Regions from separate parts of the Mus musculus genome. Here region 1 is linked to region 2. A link is a contact called in public Hi-C data. All regions are on one chromosome and are shown on one strand. Each heading gives the region's core, a stretch centred on a gene start, on an enhancer-like site or on the middle of the called end of the contact. The rest is flanking DNA. Distances are from core to core; before and after follow the strand shown.

What was found. A called contact is a pair of places that touch in the nucleus more often than the background predicts.
Region 1: a contact with region 2 is called in a Hi-C map of embryonic stem cells, with 1.9 times the contacts expected there. The contact joins two enhancer-like sites. A contact is called at or near these places in 1 of 39 promoter capture datasets (neural stem cells), 2 of 15 datasets of contacts at CTCF or cohesin (large pre-B cells and stem cell-derived epiblast-like cells), 48 of 484 Hi-C or Micro-C datasets (the AML12 cell line, B cells, the BV-2 cell line and 27 more), 10 of 115 datasets of contacts at active chromatin or transcription factors (CD8 T cells, the HPC-7 cell line, bone marrow-derived dendritic cells and 7 more) and 3 of 9 other capture datasets (adipose tissue, embryonic stem cells and liver).

The regions. Positions count from the first base shown.
Region 1 is chr19:47,701,358-47,708,393 of GRCm38.p6, forward strand. No RefSeq gene overlaps it. Among named protein-coding and RNA genes, the nearest start is that of Gm24805, 10 kb to the right of the region's middle. Within about 2 kb of position 4,749, at least 32 of the 459 cell types and tissues checked have an H3K27ac peak or open chromatin away from gene starts, as enhancers often do. A contact at or near this core is called in embryonic stem cells, where this site is marked.
Region 2 is chr19:47,516,033-47,523,389 of GRCm38.p6, forward strand. Stn1 (STN1, CST complex subunit) reads right to left here. Exons shown (of 10, transcript NM_175360.3): 5 at 995-1,162; 6 at 59-182. It overlaps Gm19557 (predicted gene, 19557), which reads left to right. Exons shown (of 3, transcript NR_045322.1): 3 at 1-546. Among named protein-coding and RNA genes, the nearest start is that of Gm19557, 6.7 kb to the left of the region's middle. Within about 2 kb of position 2,644, at least 82 of the 459 cell types and tissues checked have an H3K27ac peak or open chromatin away from gene starts, as enhancers often do. A contact at or near this core is called in embryonic stem cells, where this site is marked.

The DNA.
Region 1 (7,036 bases), core at 3,499-5,998, 190 kb after region 2:
AAGAAATACAAATACCTGTACTGCATACAGTGGCACAGAGTAAACATGTCTATTCCAGAGAAGGGAATGGAAGACAAAGAAGAAAAGTATCAGACCAAAGCAAAACCAAAACCCTGCATGGAAAAAAAAAATCAAATCCTGTGGCAGCATGTCCAGCACCCATGGCCCATGGTATTGTGACGAGGGCTTTGATGGGCTTGGGACTTCCTGCCCTAAGTCCCACCCCTACGGCTTTGCTGGCTGTAGGCCACTCGCTTGTGGCAGACAATCCCTTCTACATTCTACATTTGGCTTCTATTTGATGAACCTAATCTCTTTGACAGCCACACTCTCTCCTTGGCCTCAACTTCACACATCTCCCCCTCCAAACCTTTTTTCTCTTCTTAGTGCTAATATTTCCCACTGTAAAGTTGGGTAAATAAATACCCAGGCCACAGCCAGAATGCCAAGCTGCCTCAAAATTCCTTCCACCAGTTTAATTAGTCCAACACCTTTAAATCCAACCTCCCACAGAGTGTCAGAGTACAGATAAAATGGAGACAAGTCCTTTCCTTAATGTAACACAAATAGCCTCGAGTCCGAATGGAGTCTGCATTGCCATCTGAAACCTCATGAGCACGGTCTAGGTTTCCATGGGCATTCTGATCTTGAGTTCCTCCTAGAATTGACTGTGAGGCTGCACAGTTAGCATTCTAGGCTCCCCTTAGCCCACATTTCCAAAAATTCAAAATTCCTCTGGCAAACTACTTCTAAACTACCCTACTAGGTTGTCACAGTGGTGACCTACTTCTGTTGTGAATTTTCTGTGCTAGTCTGACTTTCTGTGGCTGTGAGGCATATTGCTGAGGAGTAACTTAAAGGAAGAAGGGTTTATCTTGGCTCACGTTCTCACCGGGTTCAGTCTTCTAGTTTCCTGGTTCTGTTTGAGGCCACTGGATATCATGGCAGCAAGGCATGGTGAGGAAGAGCTAGTCACTGCCAGGTACATGGCAGGGGGAGACAGAGAGAGGCAGACAGGCAGACAGGCAGACAGATAGACAGACAGACACAGACAGGCAGGCAGGCAGGCAGACAGACAGACACAGACAGGCAGGCAGGCATACACACACATGCTGCTCACATTCCAATATTTCCCCCTTAGTTAGCCCTTTCTAGAAATGTTTTCATAGACACCTCCAGAGAAATACTTTACTAATGCCTCAGGCCCTCTCAATCCAATCAAGTTGACAATCTTGATTAGTCATCAATAGCTCAGGCTGGTCTTGAGCTCACAATCTTCCTTAGCCTCTCAAGTAGGAAGATTAAAATCATTAGCTACCATATCTGGATCCTTCACACATACAGGTATTTTGTGTGCCTGGCAAAAAAAAAAACCCAAAACAACAACAACAACAACAAAAAAAACCCCTACTTTTAAAAAGGTCACACATGGGGCTGGAGAGATGGCTCAGTGCTCTTCCAGAGGACCTAAGTTCAATTCCCAGCAACCCCATGGTGGCTCACAACCATCTGTAGTGGGATCTGATGCCCTCTTCTGGTGTGTCTGAGGACAGCGACAGTATGCTCATATACATAAAATAATTTCTTTTAAAAAAAGTCACATATGAGACATGCTTTGTTTATTTGCACATTTCATAATTATCTTGTTTTTGAAAATTTAGCATTTCAATTAATATAGCAACTCTGAATATCAGACTCACCATTGCCTGCTCAGGCTCTGTGGTTACTAATTGCTGCTTTTTATTTTATTTATGAGCACTGTCAGTTAGGTGACAAAGTTTCTATTCTTTGTTGTGTATGGCCCCAAAGTCTCTGCACAGGTTACTTAACATGAGCAAATTCTTATACAGAGATTTTCTTAAATGCAGAAACCAGCAAACATCCCCGTGTTTGTTAAGGAGTCCGTGCATGTAGTACATACAGTGTGCGCTCAGCGCTCACCCAGGGAGCTGACTGCTCCAGGGTAACCTTCACTGCCCGCTTTCACGGAGCCTTACAACTATCCTGGAGAAACACGAAAGGCTGATACTATTGTTGTCGTTGGATGTTTTCACTTGCTATCCTCCTCTTGCAGTGATATACCTTCGTGGCTGTGGTACTTTAGCAGATCCACATTATATCCCATAATAATGTCTAAATAAAGAAAAAGGCTCTTAGAGCAATTTTAAAAGTGACAAGTTTTCTTTATCCTGACTAGCTCTCAAATAAATGAGACAGAGACTATTAATTTATTAGCAAGCTTTATGGCACAATAACTGAGCAGTAATTAATCTAATCCTCTAAATTAATCTGGCTACCTCCCAGCCAAAATCCCTGTGATATTTGCATTTTAGTATTGATCTGGCTCTGTCTGCTTCAGGTGTGTTTTCATCTTGGCTCCTGGACCCTTTCCTCAATTCGAATTCTCTCTTCCTTCTCCTCCTCCTTCTCTTCCTCCTCTTTCTTCTTCTTCTTCTTCTTCTTCTTCTTCTTCTTCTTCTTCTTCTTCTTCTTCTTCTTCTTCTTCTTCTTCTTCTCCTCCTCCTCCTCCTCCTCCTCCTCCTTCTCTTTCTCCTCCTCCTCCTCCTTCCTTCTCCTTCCTTCTCTCTCTCTCTCTCTCTCTCTCTCTCTCTCTCTCTCTCTCTCTCCCTCTCTCTCTCCCCCACCCCTCCAGGCTGGGGTCAAAAGCCAGCCCTATCCTCTCCTCTGCTCAGCCATTGGCTGATCAGCTTTTATTGACAACCAGAGAATAAGTAGGGAGCACTGTTTACATAGTTTACAAAGCAGAAGATACTTAGAATAAGCATTAGAATACCATGTCCAGATTGCAACCAGGCATGGGGCAGAGAGATCAGCATTTGAATAATACAAGGATGATCTTTACACAGTACACAACAACATTATGCCTTTATGTCTTCTTAGAAGCCATTAGCCTCCCTTAAAGGCCCATGTCAGCTAAGAAATGGATCATGCTTATTTCTAAGTCCTTCACTAATAAGGACAATGGCTTGTGTGGAGGGAAAATGAAATGAATGGTTCTGCAATGCTGGAGGTGTTATAATTCCAGACCATAAGTTATACAACAGAGCCTTAGTGACAAAGACAAAGAGAAAAAAGATACAATGGAAAAAAATCTCTCTGTTTTAGTCAGGGTTTCTATTCCTATACAAAACATCCTGACCAAGAAGCAAGCTGAGGAGGAAAGGATTTATTCAGCTTACACTTCCACACTGCTGTTCATCACCAAAGGAAGTCAAAACTGGAAATCAAGCAGGTCAGGAAGCAGGAGCTGATGCAGAGGCCATGGAGGGATGTTTCTTAATGGCTTGCTTCCCCGGCCTTGCTCAGCTTGCTTTCTTAGGGAACCCAAGACTAGCAGCCCAGGGATGGCACCACCCACAATGGGCTCTCCCACCCTTGATCATTAATTGAGAAAATGCCTTACAGCTGGATCTCATGGAGGCCTTTCCTCAAGGGGAGCTCCTTTCTCTGTGATAACTCTAGCTTGTGCCAAGTTGACACACAAAACCAGCCAGTATGCCCTCATTATAAAATAAGTGGTGTTAACCTCAATATAAATATTTATAATACTTTCATGTAATTTGTAAGTGTATCCTAAATAAGGTTCAAGTGGTTATTAGTAAAGGCAGGCCTGGTGGCTCACACCTGTAATTCCAGAACTTGGGAGGAAGAGGCAAGAGAATTGAAGTTCAATGCCACCTTTGGCTGTATAATGAATTCAAGGCCATCCTACGCTTCAGAAGATCCCGTTTCAAATAAAACAAAACAAAGTGATTAGTAATATACCGACACAAGTTAAATTATAACATTTAAATGGGCGATTTTGGAGGCAAGGGGACAATTTTAACTGAAAACCAGATCGAGCCTGGGCATTGCTAGGAAGAGACTTCCCAGCTGCCTGCAGCCACGCCCACATCCGGCAGAGGCGCCCTCCCTTTCTTTAGGACTTTATTGTAAACACTCTATAATGTTTTGCCTTTTCTTTCTTCTGTAAATGAGCAAAGTCACCTGAGTGGGACCCTTGGGTGGCAGTAGATAGACCCTTTATCCCTGGCAGACCTGAGCCACGTACCCTCTTTACTGCTAACTGGACTGACCGCTTACCCTTGTTGTTGCCTGGCTAATTTGGACTTTGGACAGTCACTCTGTGAACACTCCTGATATCTGTAGAGGAAGACATGATTCGGTCCCGATTACTCCAGACAGCCTACACCTGCTTTAGAAAGCAGGGTTCCAAGCACGACAAGCCTTGACATGACTCCAGGTCACTCTGCCCATTTTCCCCTAAGCCAAACAGGGAACACACCCTGTAGTGGGCCACAGAAGGCCTGTGATTGGTGCAAGCACACTATTTCATTTGCATGAAAGACTGCTGGGATTGGTGCCAACACTTTAACCCCACCCACTCCTGACTTATTTATTTTTCCAGTCAGCTGGGAGACCCCTTGCTGCCCCATCATCTAGTGGTGCAGCATTCAAGCCACGAAAGCCCTCAGAATGGTTTTTCTTTGTCTACTTTTGATTTTCATCATAAGTAGAGAGGGCGGAGATGATAGTTCAGCGGGAAACAGTTGAACAGTAGAAATATAATGGCGGCAGCTATGATGGCAAGCGAGCAATTCCAGACAATGGCTCCGGGCAAAGATGGTAGAATGAGGCAAAGAAGGCAGAGGGAGAGAAAGTGTGGTAGACAAACAGAGGAGGCTGTGAGAGCTAAAGATGGGGCTCGTGATACCATGGTTCATGAGCTGTAACACTAGGGCCAAGCGCCCTGACACACAAGGCTCAAGAGCTGCAATGCTAGCTGCTTCTATGAGCTGTGGATTCCAGCATCCATAACTTTGAACTATAGCACTAGCTGGTAGCAACAGCTATAGCTGTTAGTTGCTGTTGCAGCAAGTCCAGGATTTGGTAGCTACTGAATACCACAGGCCACTGGCAATCAAACCTCAGAGCAAAACGCCTGCAACCTGAGCGTTTAGAAACACAAGTCTTTGCCCTACAGCCTGGAGCCGTAAGCCTTTTAGTTCTCAGTGGCTATGAGCTTTTGAGTCTGTCAGTCTAGCTCATAAGCTCTTGGCATTGAAGGACCCTAGTCTGCCAATATTAGAAGAGTGATTCCTTTCCTAGGTGTGACTTCAGAGTAGAGGGAAAAGACTTCAGCCAGCTGCTGGGACCTTATTGAAGGAAGTCCCATCTTTCCCCAGGCTTGTTCCTGATCCTGCAACATGCATGGGGAGAAATGTAATGAGGTTATTGGCAGACTATTCTTCAGCCAAAAGATTGGTATGCACCAAAGTAAAGAAAACTAACACCAGAAGAGCTGCCACTCACAGGCAAGACCAGCTGGAGCAGCTTGTCATCAACAGAGCTTCAAAGGTTAAGGTCACATTGAAGACCTATGGAGACCATCCTGGCTGGTCGGCCCCATGAAGAGAGGGGCTGGCGTTTCCCACTCCTCTACATGGAGTAGATCTGACCACTTTCCTTTGTATATCCTCAGGACCTTCCCAAACTCTAACATCCTGGCTTCTAACACTTTCAGTTTCCTTAAAGCCCCAGGAGAAATGCTTTTAGTTTTCTCTTTCCCTGTATTCTTAATTACAGGCATCACACATACTCTATCCAATACAAATTTCTTTCCCAAAGATGTCTGATTAGCATTTCTGACTTGTCCTGCCCACCTCCATGGACGTCTCAGTGACAGTCAATCTCAACATGCTAAAGATGGGACTCGTGGCTTCTCTCCACTCCCCTCAACGGTGCTCCCGCTGTTGTAGTCATCTGTTTACCTGTGGGTCATGTGCACTGAGCTTACTGCATGAACTATTGCTAGTGGGAGTAAGGGGAGGAGACAGGGAAGAGCATGAAGAGAGACAGTAGCATTAGGAAGAGCATTAGGAGATACAGTAGCATTAGGGAGAACATGAAGAAATACAGTAACATTAGGAAGAGTATGAGAGATAGAGTAACATTAGGGAGAGTATGAAGAGATACAGTAGCATTAGCCAGGTGATGGTGGCACACAGCCTCAGCTCTAGGGAAGGAGAGGCAGGTGTTTGAGGCCAGTCTGGTCTACAGAGCAAGCTCCAGCACAGCCAGGGCCACATAAAGGCCACAAAATCAAGCTGGGGTGGGGCTGGGGAAGGTGGGAGTGAGGGGAGGGAAGTTGACTAGGAGGGAACGAAGAGCATTTTAGGTTGGAGTTCCCCAAATTTGAAGGGGTAGGGTAAATTCAAGAACCTTCCCAAAGGAGACCTAGAATATGTGTTCACTTCCCTTACTTCCTTTCTGGCATTTTTTTCTTCAACTTCATCCAGTAGGTTAGGCTTTAGAGAGTGTGATGGGACAAAGGGCTTGAGAGCATGGTTCAAGACATGATGAAGACAGGCATCAGGAGCTGAGTTCATTTCCACTATGGAGTGTGAGTTTGTATAATAGTTGTTATGATGGGAAAGTGTGACCAGGCCCTTGCTTCTAACCTGTCAAGTTCTTTCCTTGACACTGGGAGTGGAACCCAGGGCCTCCTACATATCAGGCAGATGCTGTACCTCTGAGCTATACCCTGCCCCAGCCTCCTGCTTCAGATCATGATCCGAAGTGAAGATCTGGCTTTCCCACAGGGACCACCCCCCCCCCTGTTTTGCCGTAGGAAGGTAAAGAAACAAGCTCCTGCTTGCCTTTTGGGTCCTGGAGTTTTTACAACCGTGTAACTGCTTGTTATGTTTTCTTTAGGCCCTCTGTTGCCAGCTCATTTAAAGTTTGATGCGCTAATCTTTTTGAATGATGACAGGTCAGAACTGTAACCTCGAGACATTTTCAGGTAAAGGCAAGACACGGGCACTCCTTGATTTTGTTTGTGGGAAGTCTGTTCTAGCCCACGGGGAAACAGGCCCATCACCGGAAGGGAATTGGAAAAGCCATACTGGCATCTGGTAGTTTTGAGGGGTGCTTAGAACTATGGATAGAACCTTTTTCAGAGAAGTAATTTTCAGTATTTGTTTGTAAATGGGGCTTAGAGAGCGCCTGGTTTGTA
Region 2 (7,357 bases), core at 1,394-3,893:
TTGTACCCCAAGCTTCCCTGCGGCCGTATGTTCTCAGCAGTGACAGCCAGGGACTTACTTTAGTGCCTCCTCCTCCTGTAGGGCTGGGTTACGGAAGGGCTGGTCGTACACCTTCTGGTAGAGCTTGGGCAGCTCAAGCATCCTTGCGATTTGCATGTTCCACACTGGATCGTCCACCTTATCTAACAACCCAGGAAAGAGAGGCCACAGGAGTAACCCCGAGAGAACGTCTTCCCACGTCCAAACTACCACTAGGACAATAGTCTAGAGTCACAGAACAGCTCCAGCCATCCCCTGAGAGAGAAGGCAAGGCCCTATATGTGACAGACACATCTAGGGTAGGGACAGGCCTGTCACTAGCAATCTGTATGTTATGCCGATGGACTACTGGGACAGCCTTGTAATTTATATATGTACTTATTGACAGGGTCTCCCTATGAGCCCTGGCTGGCCTATAACTCATTATGTAGACCAGGCTGGCCTTGAATGCAGGAAGATCTGTCTGACTCTGTCTTCTGGGTTCTGAAATTAAAGGCATGTACCACCATGACTGGCTGCTTTTGAGATTTTTCAGCTGAAAACCAGCCAGCACAGTGCAAAGGGGGCGATTTGGAACCACTTCTAATTAGCTATTTTCATTACAGTTGTCTGATTAGATATTTTCATTCCAGTTGATGGGCTTCATGGTGTTCAAGGTGTCCCCGTCGTTTTGAACTAGTAGAATACTCTATGCTAACAGACTGACATTTAGAATGTCAAAGTGCTTCAGAAACGGTGAAATTATCCAAACTTCCCAATTTACTTCTAATTAACATTCTTCAAAATAAAATTCAAAAAAGCTCTTTTCCTAAAAACGGCACGCTAAACATAATTCCCCCCCAACGGGATCAAATCTTCTATGAGCCTTTCTGGAGTCTGACTTCCAGCTAAACAAGCATTTACTGAGCACACACCCAGAATATCAGCTCATTTGGCAGAAACTTACTGTACTTACAATAAATGTTGGCACAGATCTCTCGCTCTTCTCGGAACATGCGCACAGAGCCTCGGACTCGGATGATATCTCCAATCCCTATCCTGGTTTTCTGCTCGATGGTCTCCTGCAGCTTCTTAAGCTGTGATGTCATGCTAAGCTCTCTCGCAGTGCTCAGAATAGCTGGGTCTGGCGGGGCCAGGAGAAAAGAGAAGAGGTATAAGCGAGGGTCCTTCTATGCTGGGGACACAGTTTGAGGGGCTGAGGAAGCTAGTGTGCCTGCTCTGATGGGGCGTTCTAGTATAATAGCTCCTGGTACCTTTTCAAAGCATCTCCCCAGACGCACAAAGTTTGTGCGATGGTTTGCATATGCCCGGCCCAGGGAGTGGCACTATTAGAAGGTGTGGCCTTGTTGGAGTAGGTGTGGCCCTGTAGACGTGGGCTACAAGACCCTCATCCTAGCTGCCTGGAAGTCAGTATTCTGCTGGCAGCCTTCAGATGAAGATGTAGAACTCTCAGCTCCTCCTGCACCATGCCTGACTGGATGCTGCCATACTCCAGCCTTGATGATAATGGACTGAACCTCTGAACCTGTAAGCCAGCCCTAATTAAATGTTGTCCTTACAAGAGTTGCCTTGGTCATGGTGTCTGTTCACAGCAGTAAAAACCTAAGGAAAACAGAAGTGTATCTATCCAAAGGCAGAACAAAAGGAGAAGTCTCTGGAGTGAGGCCAAGTGGGAAGCTCCCGGGTGACTGTACCGCCCTTCCCGCCCCTGCATCACCCGCCCCTGCATCACTGGTGCAAAGGGCTCTATGTAGCCCTGTGCACACGTTCAGAGCAACTGGGGCAACAACACTACGCTGCCCTCTGTTCTGAAAGCTTTATATTGTTTTTGCAGTATTAAGAGACTGAACCTAGGGCCTCTCGCACGCTAGGCAAACACTGTACCACTGAGTGGCACCTACCCCGCCCCCCCGCCCCCCCCCCCCCCGTTTGATTTTACTTTATTTTGAGCCAAGGGCTCAATGAGTTGCCCAGGCTAACCTTGAACTCACTCACTCTTTAGCCCAGGAAGGCTTTCTAAAAGTACAGATGTTTTATTTTTAATTGTGCATATGTGCATCTGTGTGAGGATATGTATGTGCATGAATATGCAGACACCTACAGAGGTGTTGGGGACCGAATTCAGGTCCTCTGGAAGAGCAGCAAGTGCTCTTCAACTGTTGAGCCATCTCTTCAGACTCGGAATTCACTTCACCTGCCTCAGTTTCCCGAATAAGTGGAACTACACCTGCACTACCACGCCTGGCTACAAACAGCTCTTTAGCGTATGACTGTGGAGGCCTGTGTGGTAGTATATGCTGGTAACCCCAGCTACTCAAGACGACACGGGGAGGATAAGTGAGTTCCTGGCTAGTCTTCAGTGCACAGTGAGGTCCTGTCTCAAAACAATAACAACAAAAGTATTTGTGCAGAGACTTCGTCCCTCCCATCAGTGTTGAGGGGACTAGACTAACCAACCCTTCTCCCTCCCAAGTGTGGGCTCTCTCCTCCCATCTTTATCCTTCACCTCACGGGGAAAAGAAGATAATGTTCACTCAACCCTAAATAATCCCTACCGCTGGGTTTTACTTCTAACTGTATGAGATAAGAAAGGACAGGGTGGGTAGAAGAAGCCTGGCCACTGGGCAGATAGGCGCTCTTCTACGGGCTTTATAACGTGCCCGAGCATCCAGCCCTCACAGCTGCTCCATCGGGAGCTCCACTTCAGAGATGAGACACGTATGTCACAGAGAGGTCAAGCAACCTTTCCGAAGTCAGAATCTTCTTTCCGAAGAAGAGAAGCTGCAGTCTGAACGGCACTGTCTGGCTGCAGAGACTGTAACTACACTGCACTCTGCACCGCCCGCCCCAGGGGATATGGCCTGCGTCTGTAGTCAGAGTGGCTCCCTAGGGACTCGGTGTTCTGTTCTTCTGCCTGCTGGAATTCCACATACGCATGTGGCCATAGAAGCTGCATGACTCTGCGTTTTGTTATCGCTTTGGCTTCTGAAATGTGGTTTGGCTATGCAACCCCAGATGGCCCCGAACGAACCCTTACTTCGGCTTTTGGAGTGCTGAGAGCGGCTCAGCGGATCCTAGTACAGCATCCTGCCACATTAACATGGCAGGTTAGTTGGTAGCCTGGCTGCACGTTCCTTCCCTTTGGATGGCTTCTCATTTTGATTTTGGTCACTGCATGGGGCAGGTGGAGGGGGAGCATTTGGCTCCCAGAGCCAGAGAAACCCAACTTCTATCTCAGCAGGTTCTCAGCTGGGATGACACCTCCTCACGTACAGTGTGTCTCACTCTAATGTCCCTTTCTCCTCAACTGAATGAATCAAGGAAATGAGGAGAATGGCAGTCTACAACTACTACCACACACACACACACACACACACACATACACACAGGCACATGCACACACATACACATGGCTGTTGTGCATGACTCAACTGTGGACAGAGGAAGTGACAACTGTTTGTGACAAGTGACTGGGCTCTCTAGGTAACTATTTACTTTTTTGGGGGGACTCTCACTGCCTCTAGCTCCCAAACACCAGGATTATTGGTTTGTCTCAGTCACTGAGTTGGCTGTCTTTATAAGGGACGACAGCCTCTGTGTCTCTTGGCTGATAAGCTCACACTGTTGGTTTCATTAAACTTCAAGCAAACTGTGCCCACGATGCTTATCACATACATTGTCCATTGCTTTTTTTTTTGGTTTTTCGAGACAGGGTTTCTCTGTGTAGCCCTGGCTGTCCTGGAACTCACTTTGTAGACCAGGCTGGCCTCGAACTCAGAAATCCACCTGCCTCTGCTGGGATTAAAGGCGTGCGCCATCACTGCCCAGCCTATTGCTTTATTTTTAATATTTATTTGATTTCTTTCTCTTGTATCAGAGTTTTTAAAAAAGTATCTTGATTTTTTAATTCATGCCTCTTATTCCCCTGGTTTTAGTAACCCAGCAGCTGGGGTTTCTAGAGCACAGCATGTTTACTGGGACAGACACACAGCGTGCCTTCTTCAGGTTCCTTTACGTAAGCTGCAGGATGCGAGGAGTCACGGTCACCTCTTTCCAGATACGACTCTACCTGAAAAGACATTGGCTAACTGCTGATGTATTTCCTACAGCTCAGTAGGTTTGTCTCAGCAGGGTTTCCTAATAGAGGGATCTTTGTTTTAGTCTTTTGCTCAGATGTTCTGCTTTCTGACCAACTACAATGTTGACAACCATAGTTTTGTAATGTGTAGCAGCACTAATACACATGTGCTGTTCATAGCAACACGGGGAGCACAAAGAACTGCGCATGCGGTGACTGAAACCTAGGAAATCAGACGCAGAGCAATGGCTGCTCAGTTCACTGGGTTTGTCAGTTTCTAAAGGCTGTTCTCCCACCTTCCTACCTCAGGCCCTCTCTCCCCACTTCCTACCTCAGGCCCTCTTGTTCTCTCTCCGAAGTTAGGGGTATTTACAACCTCACTGCCACATCACGGAGATGCTAAAGAGCTCCGCGTGGCCCCACTGACATTATCAGGTTGACAGCTGATCTGAGAAAAGAGGCCTCGCTTTCATTTAAAGAGTAAGTCAAATTGATGAAAGGAGGCTCTAGCGTGTAATTTAATGAATGTAATGAGACAGTTGGAGCCTGACAGAACTCATTTTAGTGGTCTCCATCCTGAAGGTAAACCCCTTTTAACATTCTGATGGTGAGGGCTAACCTGTCTTAACGTTGATCATAAGCTAAGTGCAAATGGTATAGTCAATGTAACATCCACAGGGTTTACATTATAGTTTTTATTTAATTGATTGGAACATGATTTTGACTCACACTGAATTCTGTTTTTTAAAAATGATCTTCTTTGGCCACCTTCCAATGAAAGCCTTTAAACTTTGGGCAATTAAATTAAAAGGAAAGAACGAGTGAGTTGGGAGCAATTTAAAAATACCACGTCACATGTGCCACATCACATGTACCATGACAAGGGCTCTTTCTAGGCTTTCTCCGGAAACTAACCATTTTATTTATGTTTGCAAAGCAGCTTAAAATGAAGACTGCTCTCTAACTGTCACCGGTTCACCTGCTTTCGGACAGTTAAGACATCTACCTCTCAGCATGTTCAGTATTAACAACCGTTGATCTAAAAAATTACTGAGTTTAGGAGTTCCATAGTGTTGCTGGTCATGCCACTTTTTAAAAAGCAGTGAATGTGGTGGCACACACTTCTGTTCCCAGCACTGGGAGGCAGAGGCAAAGGGGATCAGGGAGAGTTTGAGGCCAGCCAGAGCCACATAGTGAGACCCTGTCCCCGCCTGATTGTCCCCTGTATCATCCATGGCCCACTTGGTGCTAAAATGGCAGTGTCAAGTAATGAAGGCAGATCACGTCCACAAAACAGAAAATATACACCATGTGTCCCTTTATAGAAAAGCTTGCTCACCCTCCACCTAACTCAGGCGCTGCCAGACAAACTGCACCTTCTGATTAAGGATTGTGAGTAGAGCCATAAGTCTGTAAATGACTCACAATGCCACTGTGGCCTGCACGCTTCTGTACCCTCCAAGCCTCAAGTGCTGGAAACTATCCAGACTGTACCAGCAAGTGGTCCATCCCGGGAATGAAATAACAACAGACTTCTTACAAAACAGAGAGCTGCGTTTTTGGCTCATAGGCCTGGATGCACAAGCCCAGGGTTAGGCAGTCTCTGTGATTTGCAAAGAGTAACATGTCATAGCAGGATCCTATGTCCAAGCCAGGAAGCAAGAGGAGACTAAGACAGGGTACCATTTCATAGCATGTCCTCAGTGATCTAGGCCCTCACATTAGTCCACAAGATCTTCCATTCCTGCCAACCCTGGAGAGGGAGACTTTCATCCGGACCATAGCCGCAGCACAACCGTGTTAGGAGGTGGGACTGAACAGGAGGCATTCAGAGCAATAGGCCAGGGTGGACGAGTCACTGCTACCATGAGAGCGTGCAGAAAAGAAGGGCTTCTCTCTGCTTGCTCCTTGGCCACGAGAGGAACACTCCAGAGGGAGCAACATTCAAGGAGCCATCTTGGAGGTGGAGACTGGCCTGCGGGTTCTTCGGATTTCCCAACCTCCAGGCCCGACGAACCGTTTGTCATAAATTACCTGCCTAGAGTATTCTGTGGAAGAGCATTGTGACCGTTAATCGTCACTGTCAAGTGGACTGGATTGAGAATCACCATGGAAACACACTCTGGGTATATCTGTGAGGATGTCTCCAGAGAGGATTAACGAGAAGAAATCCACCCTGAGTCTGAGCTGTGTTACGCCATAGGCTGTGATCCCTGACTGCAGGTGGACAGCGGCGTCCATCTTCCTCTGCTTCCTGTGTGTGTCGTGTGGCCAGGTACATCACTCGCCTGCCTCCCTGCCTTCCCTGACAAACGATGAGCAGAAACGTCATCGTCCTTAAGTTCCTTCTGACAGCTGGGCATGGTGGCATGGGAATTTAACCCTAGTAATTGGAAGGCAGAGGCAGGTGGATCTCTGAGTTTAAGGCTAGCTTGCACTGTGAGTTCAGGCCAGCCAGGGTGGGTTTTACACACACACACACACACACACACACACACACACACACACACACACTCACACCTGTTTACCAGGTATTGTGTCACAGTGATTGGGAAAGTAGTTAACATAAGCACAGACTCCTAGACTGCATAAGAAGGAGAACGCTGGAGGAGCACACCTCGGTTCTGCACTTCCTAACGTTGATGGGCCATGAGTGCCTTCCTGGAGCCCTGGCCTTTTTTGTTGCCATGATAGAGTGGAGCTTCACACTGTGAGACAAAATATACTTTTCTGCTTTTAGACAACCAACCAACCAACCAACCAACCAGCCAACCAACCAACCAACCAAACAACCAAACAAACAACCAACCAACCAACCAAACAACCAAACAAACAACCAACCAACCAACCAGCCAGCCAGCCAACCAACCAACCAACCAACCAGCCAACCAACCAACCAACCAGCCAACCAAACATAGGCACAGACTAAAACAAGTACCCAACCCACACAAATCCAGGTCTGCCTGTCTTACAGGTTCATCGCTTGCCTTCTAAGCAAAGCAGAGTCACCAACTTGGATGTTCTCAAGTTAGGGACAGGTATGCTGAGAGCACACAGGACTAGCTAATTCCTAAGTACACGAACACTGGAAAACCAAACAAATGAGCAGTCATTGGTCGGCACAGCCAAAGGGAAGGTGGGATTCTGGCACGTGATGGTAAAAATAAGGAAGAAAGCTCCTAAGCACAAGACATTCCTGCACCATCCAGCATGAGCCATCAGACACTGGAGGTTACCCAC